Linked DNA regions of Sus scrofa: region 2 is linked to region 1. A link is a contact called in public Hi-C data. All regions are on one chromosome and are shown on one strand. The core of a region is the stretch at or near the end of the contact, and the rest is flanking DNA. Distances in the headings are between cores, read along the strand shown.

The links. A called contact is a pair of places that touch in the nucleus more often than the background predicts.
Region 2: a Hi-C map of liver shows a contact between it and region 1, with 1.8 times the contacts expected there. The contact joins two enhancer-like sites. A contact is called at or near these places in 4 of 47 Hi-C or Micro-C datasets (embryonic fibroblasts, fetal skeletal muscle, liver and 1 more) and 1 of 2 datasets of contacts at active chromatin or transcription factors (skeletal muscle).

Annotation. Positions count from the first base shown.
Region 1 is chr18:14,288,583-14,296,188 of Sscrofa11.1, forward strand. CALD1 (caldesmon) reads right to left here. Exons shown (of 15, transcript XM_021079167.1): 7 at 6,138-6,283; 8 at 1,282-1,540. LOC102160748 (a long non-coding RNA gene) reads right to left here. Exons shown (of 2, transcript XR_308984.3): 1 at 7,431-7,606; 2 at 7,067-7,377. Among named protein-coding and RNA genes, the nearest start is that of AGBL3, 27 kb to the left of the region's middle. Within about 2 kb of position 5,994, at least 9 of the 83 cell types and tissues checked have an H3K27ac peak or open chromatin away from gene starts, as enhancers often do. A contact at or near this core is called in liver, where this site is marked.
Region 2 is chr18:14,433,789-14,441,091 of Sscrofa11.1, forward strand. All of the region lies in intron 1 of CALD1 (caldesmon), which reads right to left. Among named protein-coding and RNA genes, the nearest start is that of CALD1, 49 kb to the right of the region's middle. Within about 2 kb of position 5,398, at least 22 of the 83 cell types and tissues checked have an H3K27ac peak or open chromatin away from gene starts, as enhancers often do. A contact at or near this core is called in liver, where this site is marked.

The sequences.
Region 1 (7,606 bases), core at 4,744-7,243:
CTTTAAGTAACAGTAATAACTATAACTTCCTGAGTGACTCTTAGGTACCAGGCACCATGAATACAATGATTTCATCGTCACCACAACTTGAAAGGAGATATTTCACAGATAAGGAAAAGAAGTCTCGGAGCAATCCAGCAATTCTCCCAAGGTCCCAGCTTGCCAATGTCAGAGTTAGGAATATAAGGCCAGGTGTGTTTGATTCTAAAGCTCTGTCATCCCAATTACTTCCCAACCAAAGGTCATTGGCTCATTGAAAGCTAGAGTTGGAAGAGCACTTGGAATAATCTATGCAAACTTTCCACAAGTTCAGGGAATGTTTGTGTAGGATCCACATCAGAAAGTCATCTAAAGTCTTTTTGCATATTTTTAATGATGGGCAGTCACTACTTCTGAAGATAAATGGGAAAAAGTCTAGGCTGAGTGGGAGAAGCTGGGTCTCAATACTGGTTCTACCACTTATTAGTCAAGTAATTTCACACAAGTCACTCAAACTACTTGACTCCTATAGTTTTGTCCATAAAATGAGAATACTACTACTTCAGGATTAAAGGAGAAACACACCTTGTAAACTACAAGGCTTACAGTAGTTGGTTAAGTACTTTTCTACTTTTCAAAATTTGCCTTTTGAAACTTTATCTGTTGTTTTTAGTTTTGTTTAAGAAGACGGAACAAATTCATCTGTTCATAATTACTGGGCTCCTGCTACATGCCTGGCACGAACTGGGTCCTGGGTATACAGTAATGAACAAAGCAGATACTATCCCTGCCTGTGAAAATCTAGTTCCTTACTTTTCCATTTAAAACACCCCAAAAGCAATTGAAAAGACTCTTCTCCGTAAAACCCCTTCAAATATTCAAAAACAGCTATCACGTGACTTTTGGTTCTTGTGATCTGCAGACCTTTTCATCCTCCGCTGCTCTCTAACTGTTCTCTTATTGAGGGACAGTACAGGGTCATGGATTAAGACAAGTGGGACCTGGGGAAAAAATTACAAAACCCTCTCTGTGCCTCAGCTTCCTCATCTGTAAAATGGGGATGATAAGACTACCCACGTCAGAGAGTTCTTAGGGGAACTGGCTAAACTAATGTGTATAAAGGGTTTAGAACCACGCCTGGCACAGAGCAAGCGGATTCATCTTCAAATGTATTTGGACTCTGACAGCAGCAGTTCACCGGGGAAGAAACTATTTCCAGGACTGGAAGGGTGAACAGAGCTCCACACTCAGCGGCTCGGGCGCGCTGAGTGCTGGGTGCGCTGGGCGCGGTGCCCTCCTTACCTCCTCTCTGACTTTTCGCTCTGCTTCCTCCTGCTTCCTCCTCTGCTCCTCCTCCTCCAGGACCTTCCTTCGCTCCTCCCTCTTCTTCTTCAGCTCCTCCAGTTCCAAGGCCGCCTCCTGCTGTTTCTGCTTGAGCTTCTCGAACTCCTCACTCTCGGTCTCCCCGCGGCGGCGGCGAAGCTCCTCCAGCCGCTTGCCCGCTTCCACTTGGGAAGCGCCCTCAGTCTCCTTGGCCTCACTGGCCCTCCCTCCAGGGCGGCTGCAAAGGAGGTGGACACATGTCTGCCTTACTGCACGGTGGATCCTCCCAGCAGCCCAAGGGGTAGGCTGGGGGCCCCTGGGAATCTCCAGGTTAGGTCTGAATCCAAGTCCCTCCTCTGCCACTTACCCCGGGTATCCTCTGATGTACGACGGGGGCAAAGAGGCACTGAAGGTGGGACTGTAAATAGGTACAGCCACTTGGCGAACAGTAGGGGAGTTCCTCAAAAGATTAACAGTAGAACTGCTCTATGCACCAGCAATTCCACTTCTGGGTATTTATCCAAAGAAAAACACTAATTCAAAAAGATACATGCGTCCCAAGGTCCTGCAGCATTATTTACAACAGACAAGATACGGAAACAACCCAAGTGTCCACTGATGGTTGAATGTATAAAGAAAATGCGGAATAAATACAGATAATGGAATATATTCAGCCACAAAAAAAGGAGAAATCATACTCAAATACTTGTTAATAAGTAGTGAGGGCATTTTTAGCTGAATCTGAACACAGGTAGCCCATTTCTGACACTTTTGTAACAGATGAATTACCACAGTCTAGTATCATTTATTTCATGGAGAGAGTGGTACAGTGTTTCTAGCTATGGAGCAAGAGGAAGAATAAAACGGAAAAATGAATTCAAGATTACACAATTACCAATACCAATCTCATGTGTACATCTCATGCTTTTTAAATAATGAGGTAGTTCTGAATAAACTATGTCCTTTAGGACAATGACTTTCAGGTTGGAAAATCAATTTAGTGACCTGTAATTAGCATAAAAAAACCCTAGAAAACATCAGAGGGCATTGCACAGAACAAGGGAAATGCTTATTTCTTGATGTGCTTTTTTCATTTATAAATATATACGTAGCTGTGTACTGGGTTATGATGTAAAATTTATTTCTTACTAGGAGCTGAGGTTAAACAGTTAAAATATATGTTCTAGGTTCTTGATGGCTAAAGATGAACTCTTTTATATTTAACTCCATCGAGGTTAGAAGGTCCCTGAAATCTTGGCAACCTGTTTCAGGGTCTTAAAGGTTCATAGGCCTATACCTCCGCAGAGGAAATCTCCCCTCTCAGTTAATTTAAGGTCTTTCCATCTTCAGAGGTGAGTTTGTTCTTTCTTTGTGTTCACCATGTTAGTATTTGGTTGGACTGGCAAACTTATATCTATAGAAACTTCTCTGGATTCCACTAGGTGTTGCTCGGTCTTCATTTTGGATATTCAAAGACCCATCATTAGGGACTGATTAAATAAATCATGATCCATCCACCCAGCTGAACACTCTAACATTAACTGCAGGCTTACATTCATTGGTACAGAAGCTAGCTAAGATACATTGTTACACACAATGCAAGAATCATTTCAAAACAGAGAGGTATAGGGAGTTCCTGTTGTGGCGCAGCAGAAACGAATCTGACTAGGAACCACGAGGTTGCGGGTTCGATCCCTGGCCTCGCTCAGTAAGTTAAGGATCTGGCACTGTCGTGAGCTGTGGTGTAGGTCACAGACGCGGCACAGATCTGGCATTGCTATGGCGCTGGCGTAGGCTGGCAGCAACAGCTCTGATTAGACCCCTAGCCTGGGAACCTCCATATGCCACGGGTGTGGCCCTAAAAAGACAAAACTAAATAAATAAATAAATAAAACAGAGATTTATAACTATAGGAGTTCCCTGGCAGCCTAGTGGTTAAGGATCTGGTTTTGCCACTGCTGTGGCTAGAGTCACTGCTGTGGCACACGTTCGATCCCTGTCCCAGGAACTTATGCATGCTGCAGAATTATACATATATAATTATACTAACACGTATACATACTATATGTGCATGTGTGTGTCTGTTTTGAATGCATTCACACAGAGAATGCCTGGAAAAAATGTTACTGGTAGTTATCTTTGGGTGATGGGTATTTCTTTTTATACTTTTAATATAATATTTATTTTCTGAATGTTTTAATGAGTACATTTCCCCCCTGTAATCAGAATAAAAACCCTGATTCCCACAATAAAAAAGTAAACAGAAAGCAAAACAAATCCTCATTTTGTTCTTTCTACAAAACCTTGGTATTATCTGCTGTCTCTATAGGCTTGCTTCTTGAATTGAAATTTTCCTATTATGCTTTAGGGGAAACAATTTGCCGGTAAGAAAGCAGGCCTCTAAAGGGATCAGTAATTAAATCGGACCAAAGGGGCTACGCTCAAAACTGGAAGAGGAGTTCCATCCACGTCGCCTTTGCTCAGATGTGCTGGCATGCACTCAGCATTAGGGTGCCACCAATACAGAAATTTCTTCCAGAAGGTTCTCTTCTCTCTCCTTGGCTTTGCTAGGTGCAAGATGAACATCTGACTTTTTACTATGAACAGCTGGTTTTCAGTTAGGCTGGTGAGCTCTAAGCTAATCTAAAGAGAGGTTCAGAGTTCCCGTCGTGGCACAGTAGAAATGAATCCGACTAGGAACCCTGAGGTTGCAGGTTCCACCCCTGGCCTCACTCAGTGGGTTAAGAATCGGGCATTGCCCTGAGCTGTGGTATAGGTAGCAGATGAGGCTCGGATCTGTTGTTGCTGTGGCTATGGTGTAGACCAGTGGCTATAGCTCTGACTGGATCCCTAGCCTGGGAATCTCCACGTGCCGCCACAGGTGCGGCCCTAAAAAAAATAAAATAAAATAAATAAAGAGAGGCTCCCACTCCCTTCCCTGCTCCTTACTTTATAACTATGTGGAGCAAAACCAGGTGTCTCTGCTTCTATTGGCATCAACTTCTAACTGAAACTAAAACTAATATTATGTTGGCAGCTAAACAGAAACTAATAACATGGTGGCAGCTTGTTTCATTCTTTTCTGCCCAAACACAAACAGTTAAAAGCAAGAGTCCCATTTATGGCTTCTCAGTGATCAATCTGTTTGCCATCCCTTCTGACTTATCTCTTTGAATTCCACTTCTCTGGATTTCCGAACAGTGGGCGTGTTAATTATTAATTTGAGCTTTGACTGAAGCTGGTTGGCAAGTTTGCTAATTGTTAACCAATCTTCTTTCTACTGATGGATTTTTTTAAACATTACTTCTCTTAACAAAATTGTGTTGGTACCTACACACATATTTTAAACTATCAGATAATTAAACGATAACATTACTAGGTAATATTTATTCAACGCTTTTCATGAACATGACACTGTTCTAGGGCTTTAAAACATTAAACTACTGGCACTTCAGCAAGCTCTGCATTCCGCTTACCAGCCTGAATCAACATGATTTCTAGATTTTCTATGAATTCCTAAGTAAACAATTTTCACATCTACTTTTTCGCCAACCCCAAGCAACATCTATAGGTTCTACCCTTTGCATTCCTTCACACTTTATTTAGGCTTTGTATGCACATCTTTTCTTCCATGTGCTTTAGGCTCTTTTTTGGATAAATGTGACTAGGTTGCTGCTCAAATTTTTGAGTAGAAAAATTGTTTGGGTACTGCTGTATTTACCTAAGATCTTAGCACCTTAGAGCAGCTGGAAATGTCTGTCTCTAGTAGTTCTCCTTACTTCCAAGTATTATAAATGCTTTGTTGTAAGGCGTAGTCTGACTTCTGTACAATACCTGCTTGAAAATTTCTTATTTGCAGTGTCCTGAAAATCGGAGTCTACTGGCAAGGCTGCTACCAAGGAAAACCCCATGGGAATCCATGTTACAGGGACCCAAGACTCTTTTCTATGACATCTGGCGCAGGAACCAGTGACATAACAGAGACCGGCATTTGGCAGCAGTGGTTGGAGGGAGTGGGGCACAGAGAATTAGGCAGCCAGGTGTCTATGGCAGGCTTCTGCAACTTGAGTCCTTCTGCAAAGCTGATGGGGGGCAGGGGCGGCTCTCTGTATTCAATGTATCTAGAGGTGAGGATTTACCTGCATATACTTGTCTCTCTGTCCTTAAATCAGCTGCCCAGATAGTTAAGATAAAGTGGGGAGGGGGTGAAAAGAGGAAACTGAAGCTATGCAGGAGGTTTTCCAAACTAGGGTGGTAGTCATGTGCCCTCTTCCTCCCTCTTAGAGATTCCCAACACAAAGTAACATCGAGGGCTCTAAGTACTTTGGAAACACACGGTTAAACTAAATGAATCAGATTGAAGTATTTGGCTACTGAGCAAACATGGTTTTAGGCAACAATTACTTACAACCTTAAGCAAATAGATTCTTGAAAATGGTACTGAGAAGGCTCTCTTATGAAGTTGGCTGGACCAGACAGAGACCAAATCAATGATACTAACTCCAGTCATAATGTTTTCTAATAAACTGATCTTACATGAACATATTAGGTCAGTGAACAAAAAAACCATGGATGCCAAGCATGATCTGCCTTGCCAAATAATGGGAAAAGCAGATCAAACCGTGTCTGAGCAATGCCTGCTGGTCGCCTGTTAGTGACTGATAGCCTGACCTGCTGACTGAGCATCTCTAAGACAATGGCCAATGACCTCACAACAAAAGCATGTTGCCTGTTAGCACGTTTCTGTCTGGAGACACAGGGTAGGGAGACTGATTTTTTTTTGTTGTTGTTCCACATGTGAACAGAGTCACTGTTAACTCTTCACTACTTCTTACCTGAACGTATTCTCGGTGTGTTTGAGCTTGTGGGTCATGAATTCTCCATTCTGTGCCTTCACGTCTGTAAGTCCCTTCTTTCCACCCAAGAAGCTCTTAACTTCTTCCTTGCGTTCTTTGTCCTTTTTAGTCTTCTCATCTTTGATCTAGTCAGTGGTATAGATCAGGAAGAAACATAACAATAAGAATCTTATTGGGTTTTGGTTGGTATCACCAAATCAGACCCAACATTGTTAGGAAGCCAGAAAACTCACAAGTAAAACAAACCACTAGAGAATAATGTGGTAGAGCTGAAATCAGAGGAAATTCTTAGAGCATGAGCTATGGGCCTCCAGCCTCTGAGGAAAGACCTTGACCACAATTTTAGGAGGTCAAGATCATTCCTGATTTCACTGAGGTTTTATTTTCCAAAGTAGTGGAGGTGTTACCGTTTGGAAATGATTATATTCTGGGAACTCCACCTAAGAGTGGTTGTTTTCAGTTCCCACTGGGAAGAGCAATTATTAGTGTGGCCTTGATGGGAGAATGGCCAGGTTGCTTGGACAGATTTCTTCTTGGACGAAGGGGACTTGAGGACACAAACGTGTTGAGGAGGAAAGAAGAAACCTACCGAGTTACCAGATCTGTCGAGCTGAGTTTGGCAGATGGCAGGGGAAGACCACCCATGTATTTCACCAAATGAATAACTTGGGTCCCCAGAACAGAAGACATAATAACCCTACCTTTAGGGGGATGACTCAGAGACCTGTGGGGGTACGTTTGTAGTCATCTAAACCATTAAAGATAGAATGAAATGGGAAAAATTCCAGGGTTTACCTTGACTTCCATTGAAGGTAATAATTTAGTCTCTGGATGTGGTTTTGCGATTATTGTAGGAGAAAGTTAGGTGATACAGGGAGAGCAGCTTTAATTTTTTTTTTTTTTGAGGGTTTTGTGTTACAAGTTCCTCACAGTGAGTCAGATTATTTCAAAATAAACTGCATTTACTTAGCTTTGGGGGGAATAAAGGAGCTCAAATTACTTTACCTTTATCATCTCACCCATTCTTAAAAAGTGAGTGTGAAAACGGCTGGGGTTCATTAATGCTCTTTTCAAGACAAAGAGCGACAAGACACTAACATGCTAAAGAAACCTAAGAAGATGGGGTGCTGGCCAGGATGGTCCCTCTTACCTGACCACACATCTCTTTGCAGCTATTTTGTACTTCCCATAACCTCCACCCTCTTCCCTTCACCCCCACCTGCAGCTATTTTGTACTTCCCATAACCTCCACCCTCTTCCCTTCACCCCCACCTAAGTGCATGTTTTACTGAGCAGAGTACAGATTTTTGCTCTTCTCTGATGAGGCTTCGGTAGTCCTTTGCCTGGTTGCCTTCCCTGAGTGCTATTTAAATTACTATAGATGGACTATTCACTACGATGCTGCCCTAATTATGACTTTAATCTTTTTCCAAGGGGCATACATCAAG
Region 2 (7,303 bases), core at 4,148-6,647, 140 kb after region 1:
TTAAACACAACTCATTTGTAATTACTTTAAAAATTTATTTCCTATTTTTAATTTTCTTTTATTTTTTAAATGATTTTTATTTTTTCCATTATAGTTGATTCATCTGTAATGACTGTCCAAACTAAATTTAGCTTTTAGTCCCCCTTTAAAGTGATTTGTTAGTAAAAGTACAACAACATTAAGGAATTAAACTTAAATAGAAAGAACAATAACAAGCCTTGTGAGGGAAAATTATGTCACAAATCCAAACACCATGAGAGCTGGAAGAATCCACATCTAGTCCAGTTCCCTCATTACATGAATTGATGTCCCAAGAGGTTGAGTTACCTGCCCAACATCATCCAGCAGTTCAAAGGCAGAGGCCAAATTAAATGGATTCTTTCTGCTATTATCTGCTGCTAACTCATATCTTAAAGAAAGTCTGGAAGTTCGGTATATGGAAGACTGCTACTAAGATGCTTTCTATAGACAAAGCCCCTCTATAATTTATGCTTTAGTAATAGTTATTTTTCATAAATGGTGGTGTTTGAAAACTGGCTGAAACCACCAGTGGCCTATAGATTTCAAGAGTTGGAGACCCATGGATCAGACCTTTTTCTCCTTTGTGAGTGTCAAAGCTCTTACAAGTAACTGTGGTATGACACAGCTTAAGAGCAGAATGTCAGCACCACCAGCCAGGGAAACCCTATCACTCTAATGCTCCTGCCTGAAGCTGTAAAGTGGGAGTTGGAGGGGCTGCTGGATATTAGAGTTTGGGATGATCAATCTCTGACGGCAGCAATAGGGTTCCAGCATCTGGCATCAGGGTGGAGCAGGCTAAGGGAGCTGTTCCAGCCTCAGGGGATACAAACCAAAGACTAGAGGAGGCCTTGGTATTTTAGGTGGGAAGTCTTCATGCGATTACATAATTCCATGCATGTAGGGGTTGCATTAATATCTCCACAATGTATATAGAAAAATTTTAGTATATAAAACATTATTCTGTTCTAAGGGGCTTAAAAATATAAAGGACATTAGGTGAAACCTAAGGTGATCAAAATAAAGTATGGAGTTTTGTTAATAACGTCATTGAGAAGGTCTCATTTGTTGGGACAAAAGTCCATAGCAACATGAACAATAGAGGAAGTTGGGTGTGGGAATAGGAGAACTCTGTAATATCCTTGCAACTCTTCTGTAGTCTGAAAACTATTATTATAAAATAAAATTTTATTTAAAAAATAATAGAAACAAACAGCTTGACCCATCCATGTGATTGCTTGGCCTCAAGCACACTTCCTTTTTTCCTACTCTTCCCCTTACATTCCTAGAGCATTCTTAAATTTTAACATATTGGGTTATAAATACTATAATCACAGATATTACAAAGCAAAGCACTTTCACATACATGTGTTAGACATTTACATGCTGATGGATATCAAGTTTAGTGAATCTGAGGGTGTCAAGATTCTAAGATCTGCAATTGTTCACTATGTGCATTGGTTTCAGCTAAAGCTTGGAAAAAACTTTTTTGACTACATTAGAGAAAAAGTGCAAATTGGATGGCAATTTTAACCATCCTTTTTCAGCAACTTGGGGTTTCAGACTGTCTCCAAACCAGATAACTGTCAATATTGCTTTTAAAAGTAAGGAAAGGAATGTGCATGCCCCAGAAGCTCTAAAAAAAAAAAGAAAGAGGAGTTCCCCTCGTGGCTCAGTGGTTAACGAATCCGACTAGGAACCATGAGGTCGCGGGTTCGGTCCCTGCCCTTGCTCAGTGGGTTAACGATCCGGCGTTGCCGTGAGCTGTGGTGTAGGTTGCAGACGCGGCTCGGATCCCGCGTTGCTGTGGCTCTGGCGTAGGCTGGTGGCTACAGCTCCGATTCAACCCCTAGCCTGGGAACCTCCATATGCCGCGGGAGCGGCCCAAGAGATAGCAACAACAACAATAACAAAAGACAAAAAAAAAAAAAAAAAAAAAAAAAAAAAAAATAAAAAAAAAAGAAAGAAAGAAAGAAAGAAAGAAACAGGAGTTCCCGTCGTGGCGCAGTGGTTGACGAATCCGACGAGGAACCATGAGGTTGCGGGTTCGATCCCTGCCCTTGCTCAGTGGGTTAACGATCCGGCGTTGCCCTGAGCTGTGGTGTAGGTTGCAGACGCGGCTCGGATCCCGCGTTGCTGTGGCTCTGGCGTAGGCCGGTGGCTACAGCTCCGATTCGACCCCTAGCCTGGGAATCTCCATATGCCGCGGGAGCGGCCCAAGGGGTGGCAACGATAACAACAACAACAACAACAACAACAACAAAAAAAAAGACAAAAGACAAAAAAAAAAAAAAGAAACAAAGAAACAAAGAAACAAAGAAAGGAAGGAAGGAAAAACAGGAAAGGCTGAAACTGGGTTGGGTCAGCCCCAGAAAAAGGAGTCAGCTGAAGCTGTCAGGCACAGGATATTTTTTGGAAACTTCACATTCTTTGCACGTTGAATCTAGAGAGTTTCCTTTATGAAACTTACATGTTCCAAGAAAACCAACCCGCAAAAGTCTTCATATTTCAAAGAAAAAAAAAAAGAAAAGAAAACCATGTCTAAGGATACTTTACTACCTGAAGTGCCTTTCTATTTAAGATCTCATGGCTCCCTACCTGGGTGTTACAGAGAAGAAAAAAGGCTATTCTCAGTTTATAATTAGGAAGCCTGAGGCGCAAGGGGTCTGTTCAAGGTTACACACGTTATCAGCTGTAGAAATGAAGCAGGAACTGGGGCCATTTTTCTGTGAGACCACCCACCTGGAATCTGAGGTACCCACACAATACAAGAGCCAAGATATCAAAAACTTAAACCTCATTGCAAATACTCTCAGGAAAAAGAATTAGCAAACTAGAAGATATTCCCAGTGGAAAGAGCAATTGTTTTATTTTAACAGCATATCTAACAGCAGAAATATGAAAAGGCATGAAAGTTTAAAAAAAAAAAAGCTCAGGAGTTCCTGCTGCAGCTCAGTGGTAACAAATCCAACTAGTATCCATGAGGATGCAGGTTCGATTCCTGGCTGGCTCAGTGTGTTGAGGCTCTGGCATTGCCGTGAGCTGTGGTGTAGGTCACAGATGTGGCTCAGATCTGGCGTTGCTGTGTGGTGTAGGCTGGCAGCTGTAGCTCTGATTCGACCCCTAGCCTAGGAATTTCCATATGCCACAGGTGCAACCCTAAAAAAAAAAAAAAAAAAAAATCAAACTTCTAGATTTCCCATTTCCTATTTACTCAAACACAGGTGGGTCAGCAGTTCCAGGGTGGCTGAGATAATCATTCTAGCCAAGCTGGACGCACTGGAGAGTCCTTGGCTAGATATTTCCATTGCATCACTGCTATAACTATATGCTTATCATGCAGAGTGTGTTTGAAGTCTTTTGATTTTTCCTTTGGTTATCATCAATCTTTCAAAAAAAGATCTAAGCAAGAGAGACATAAGGACATCAGGGCTAAAGCTTGTGGCTACCCAAGGGCAACAGGACATTTCCAACTGAATACATCTGAATGGGAAAAGAAATAAAAACTAGAAGGAGTGGGGCAGGGGAGATGGAAGGAGGCTAGGAGTGGGAGGAGAAAGGAAGAATGGAGGGAAGGAGGGAGAGAACTTTTAACAGAACCCTTATTTTCTTCCATAAAGTATCTTCTCTCACTGTTTTTCCCTCATTTATTAATTTTTAGGTTACTTTAAAAAAGGAGAGAAAATTATGATCAAAATCCTTAAATTAAGTAAGTGAATAAGTAAAAGGATGAGAACAGCTTTTTCTAGCTGACACAGTGCTATACTGTCAAGTATTCCAGACATCTAAAGCTTGGTTTCCAGCAATTTGCAAGAGGAAAATGTTCTGCCTTTCTCATTTCAGTGTTGAGAAGGAGCTTCCTTGCATGATCCTGATTGATAACTTCAGCAATTTTTCAAAATGAACTGTAAGTTATGGGTGAGTGAATCATAAAAAGAACTACATTTGAAAGAGACCTAAGTCAACATTTATTCTTTTTTGCCTCAAAGTTTATTTCTACATATGTTAAGCCTAGGGCAGGCATTGCTAGGCTTTTGGTATATATTGCTTTAGAGGCTAAAAAATTCCAAATTACTGAAGTCATAATGAAGGCAATGCACAGTTGCTTTGGCTAAAATTTTCTTTTTTTCTTCAGGCCAAATATTTTCAACACTAAGTATATACACATACACATATTGGAAACGTGTCCTGTAAGATTCCAGACACATTCATAGATGATGTCTAATAATCGTTCTAGGTATGGCTGCTTCTGTAGGATAGAGACTGTTCTAGACTCTGGACAGAGGTGCTGAATTAGTGGACAGTCCAATAGGGATTCATTTGAGACCCTTTAGATGGTGGTAGTTGTTGTATATAACATTTGATGATGGTGGTGGTGGGTGTGTGGGTGTGTGTGTGTGTGTGTTTTCAAATATGTAGGAAATGTGTCCTGCATGTATTATGGCAGACAAATATGGCCTCCCAGAGACGTAGTCAAGACTATATGGGAACAAAAGGACGAAGAGGCAGTCAAGTGGTGAGATAAGACTCCGAGTAGAGGAAAGAGAAGTGAGGAGGGGATAAGGGAAAATAGAAAAATATTTCTGACAAAAATACAAAAAGCTTCCTGGGGTAGAAATAAAAAGAAGACTCAATATAAATTGTGTTTTGTTTGTTTGTTTAAGATCCAGAAACTGAGGGAGTTGTTGCTAGGTGAGGATCTATGGGAGGCAGAAAACTAGCATAGGTAGAGTAAATGCCCATCCCAAATTGCCAATGATAGTCTCCATTTAGAACTCTGATTTTTGGGAAATTATTAATAGCTCCTCCTTTCCCTCTCAAAAGTGTCCTGGTTTATATAAATGTTATAACCACCCTCTCTATGGACCTCCTCTGGCCAAAGACAGAGAGTAGCCATAAGCAGGATGGAAGCTGGGAAATGGACACCAAGAAGAGCTTTAAGGAAGGGGGTAAAAGGAAACAATAGCTAAAGAAAAAAGGATACAAGGTATAATGTGTGAACAATTTGTAACTAATTATGCCAAACAGGGATCAAGTAAGGAAGGCCATTTAGAGGAAAAAGTGTCTAAAAATGTAAGGATGGATGGAGAAGCAATAGAAGAAACCAAAGACAAGAGACAAATGAATCAGAGCACAAAAATGTGTAGGCTCCTAATATTTTCCCCTGTATTTGGGAATTAGTGGTTATGATCAGCATGTATAAAAATGACTGAAAGTGACCATCCTGGCTTTCCACCCAGGGTAGGCATGCAGAAAGTCCCATCTGCTGTTGCCTCCCAGCCTGCTGCTCCAAAGCTGCTCACCCCCTCCTCCTAGCACTCTGCCTCTCAGCCTTGCAGGCTGCCTCAACCAGAGGCTTCCCACCAAGCCCCTCCCCCACTTCTGATGGCCGCATACCAGACTGTCTGCCACTGTGGTTTCACAGGCTTCCACAGATAGGCCACAGTATGTGAAGCTGCACTTCAATGCGTCATTTCAGAGACCTCTTTTGACTTTTTCCTGGATCAGAATTTTGTATTGCGAAAGGCAGAAAGTAAATGTCAAAGGCAAGTTCAAAAGGTCAAGTGATTTCTAGCTAAGCATTCCCTACACCCAGAGAGAAGATGGAATACCACCAGCAAGAGGATCGTTGGCACTTAGAGTTTCAGAAAAGACGTCTTTCGGATTTCTACCACTATTTGGAATGGGGGCATATTATAGGTTGAATTGTGGCTCCCTCAAAATCCTTATGTTGAATTCTTAATCCCCAGTATCTCAGAATATGACCTTTTTTTTGGAGATAAGGTCTTTTCAGAGGTAATCAACTTCTAGTGAGGTCATCAGGGCAAGCTCTAATCTGGCTGGTATCTTTATAAAAAGAAGAAAGTTGGATACAGACACGCATTCAGAGAGAATGCTCTATGAACATGAAGATGGCCATCTATAAACCAAGGGAAGAGAGGCCTGAAACAGATCCTTCCCTACAGCCCTCAGAAGGAACTAACCCTGCTGACACCTTAATGTTGGACTTCCAGCCTCACAGTTGTGAGACAATAGGTTTCTGTTGTTAAGCCACCTAGTTTGTGGTACTTTGTTATAGCAGTTGTAAGAAACTAATACCCTAGATGCAGTCTGGTCAAAGACGGGAGTGAGGAGCTGACCAGACTTATTAGAGATTTTTTTTCATTTCCCTACGAAGACGAAGTGATGCTTCTTTGCTTTCTCTGAAATAGTAAGCACTCCCTATGGCAAGATGATACTGGGTGATCCTGAGGGAATAATTTCAATTGCTTATGTCTGTTTTTCCCTCCATGGAGTTGATTATGGGGCCTGTGGTCTAAAACCCCCGCTATGACTGATTGTTAAGGCAAAGGGAGTTTGGGACAGGAAGATCGGCCTTAAATTGTGAAGCCTTATTAATAAATACACCAAGAACAGCTGTCACGGCAAGTAGACCCTAACTTCTTCAGTCAATCATTGCAGTGGAGGACTTCCCACTTGCTCCTCACAGAATTAGCTCTGTCTTGGCTTTGTGAATATCTAAATTTGACTTCATCAAACCCCAAAGCAGCTGGACATACTCAGACAAAGAGTTGAATCCTTCAGTACATAACTCCAGAAGAGCTCTGCTTGAGTTAGAGAAAAGGGTATAACCTATTTGTTAAACTATCTTGGCTACCAGAAAAGGAAAAGACAAAAATATTTCTGCAGGTTTCTTTTCTTTTAAACTGCGATAGGCCTAGATTCTCCTCCCGTTGAACTCTTCCTTGAACAACCTCTCAAGTCAGAAGTGAAAGCAGTGGTATTTGGCCCTGCTTCCTTATATGGCGGGGAAAGACAATGCGCTTGTCTATTTGAACTGCAGTGTGGCTCTCTGACAAATTATAATGATTGGTTATGGAAACCTCCTGCTCTGGTTTCCATCGCTCTCCCGAGGCAAGACGCAGAACAGACAGCTGTAGGAATGGGAAAGGGTTGGAGTCAGGGAGCTGTGTTGAATCTAGCTCTGCCATTTGCCAATTGTGTGACTTTGGGCAACTTATTTATTTTACTGCCCTGGGGTTGTTATCTTCAACTAGAACAGTGCCTGTTCACGTTGCAAATATGCCAGCAAAGCAGCTGAACCACTTAGCTTACCTTCCCAACCATCTCTAACGTAAAGGGCTCAGGATAACTATCGGTCCATTTCTATTTGCTCTCCCTCCCAAGTTCAGTCCTTGATAGGTCTCAATCTTCTCCCCTTTCTCATTCTCTCCTTTTCTCCCTCTCTCACTCCCAATCTAAAACATTAAGAACCTACAAAACA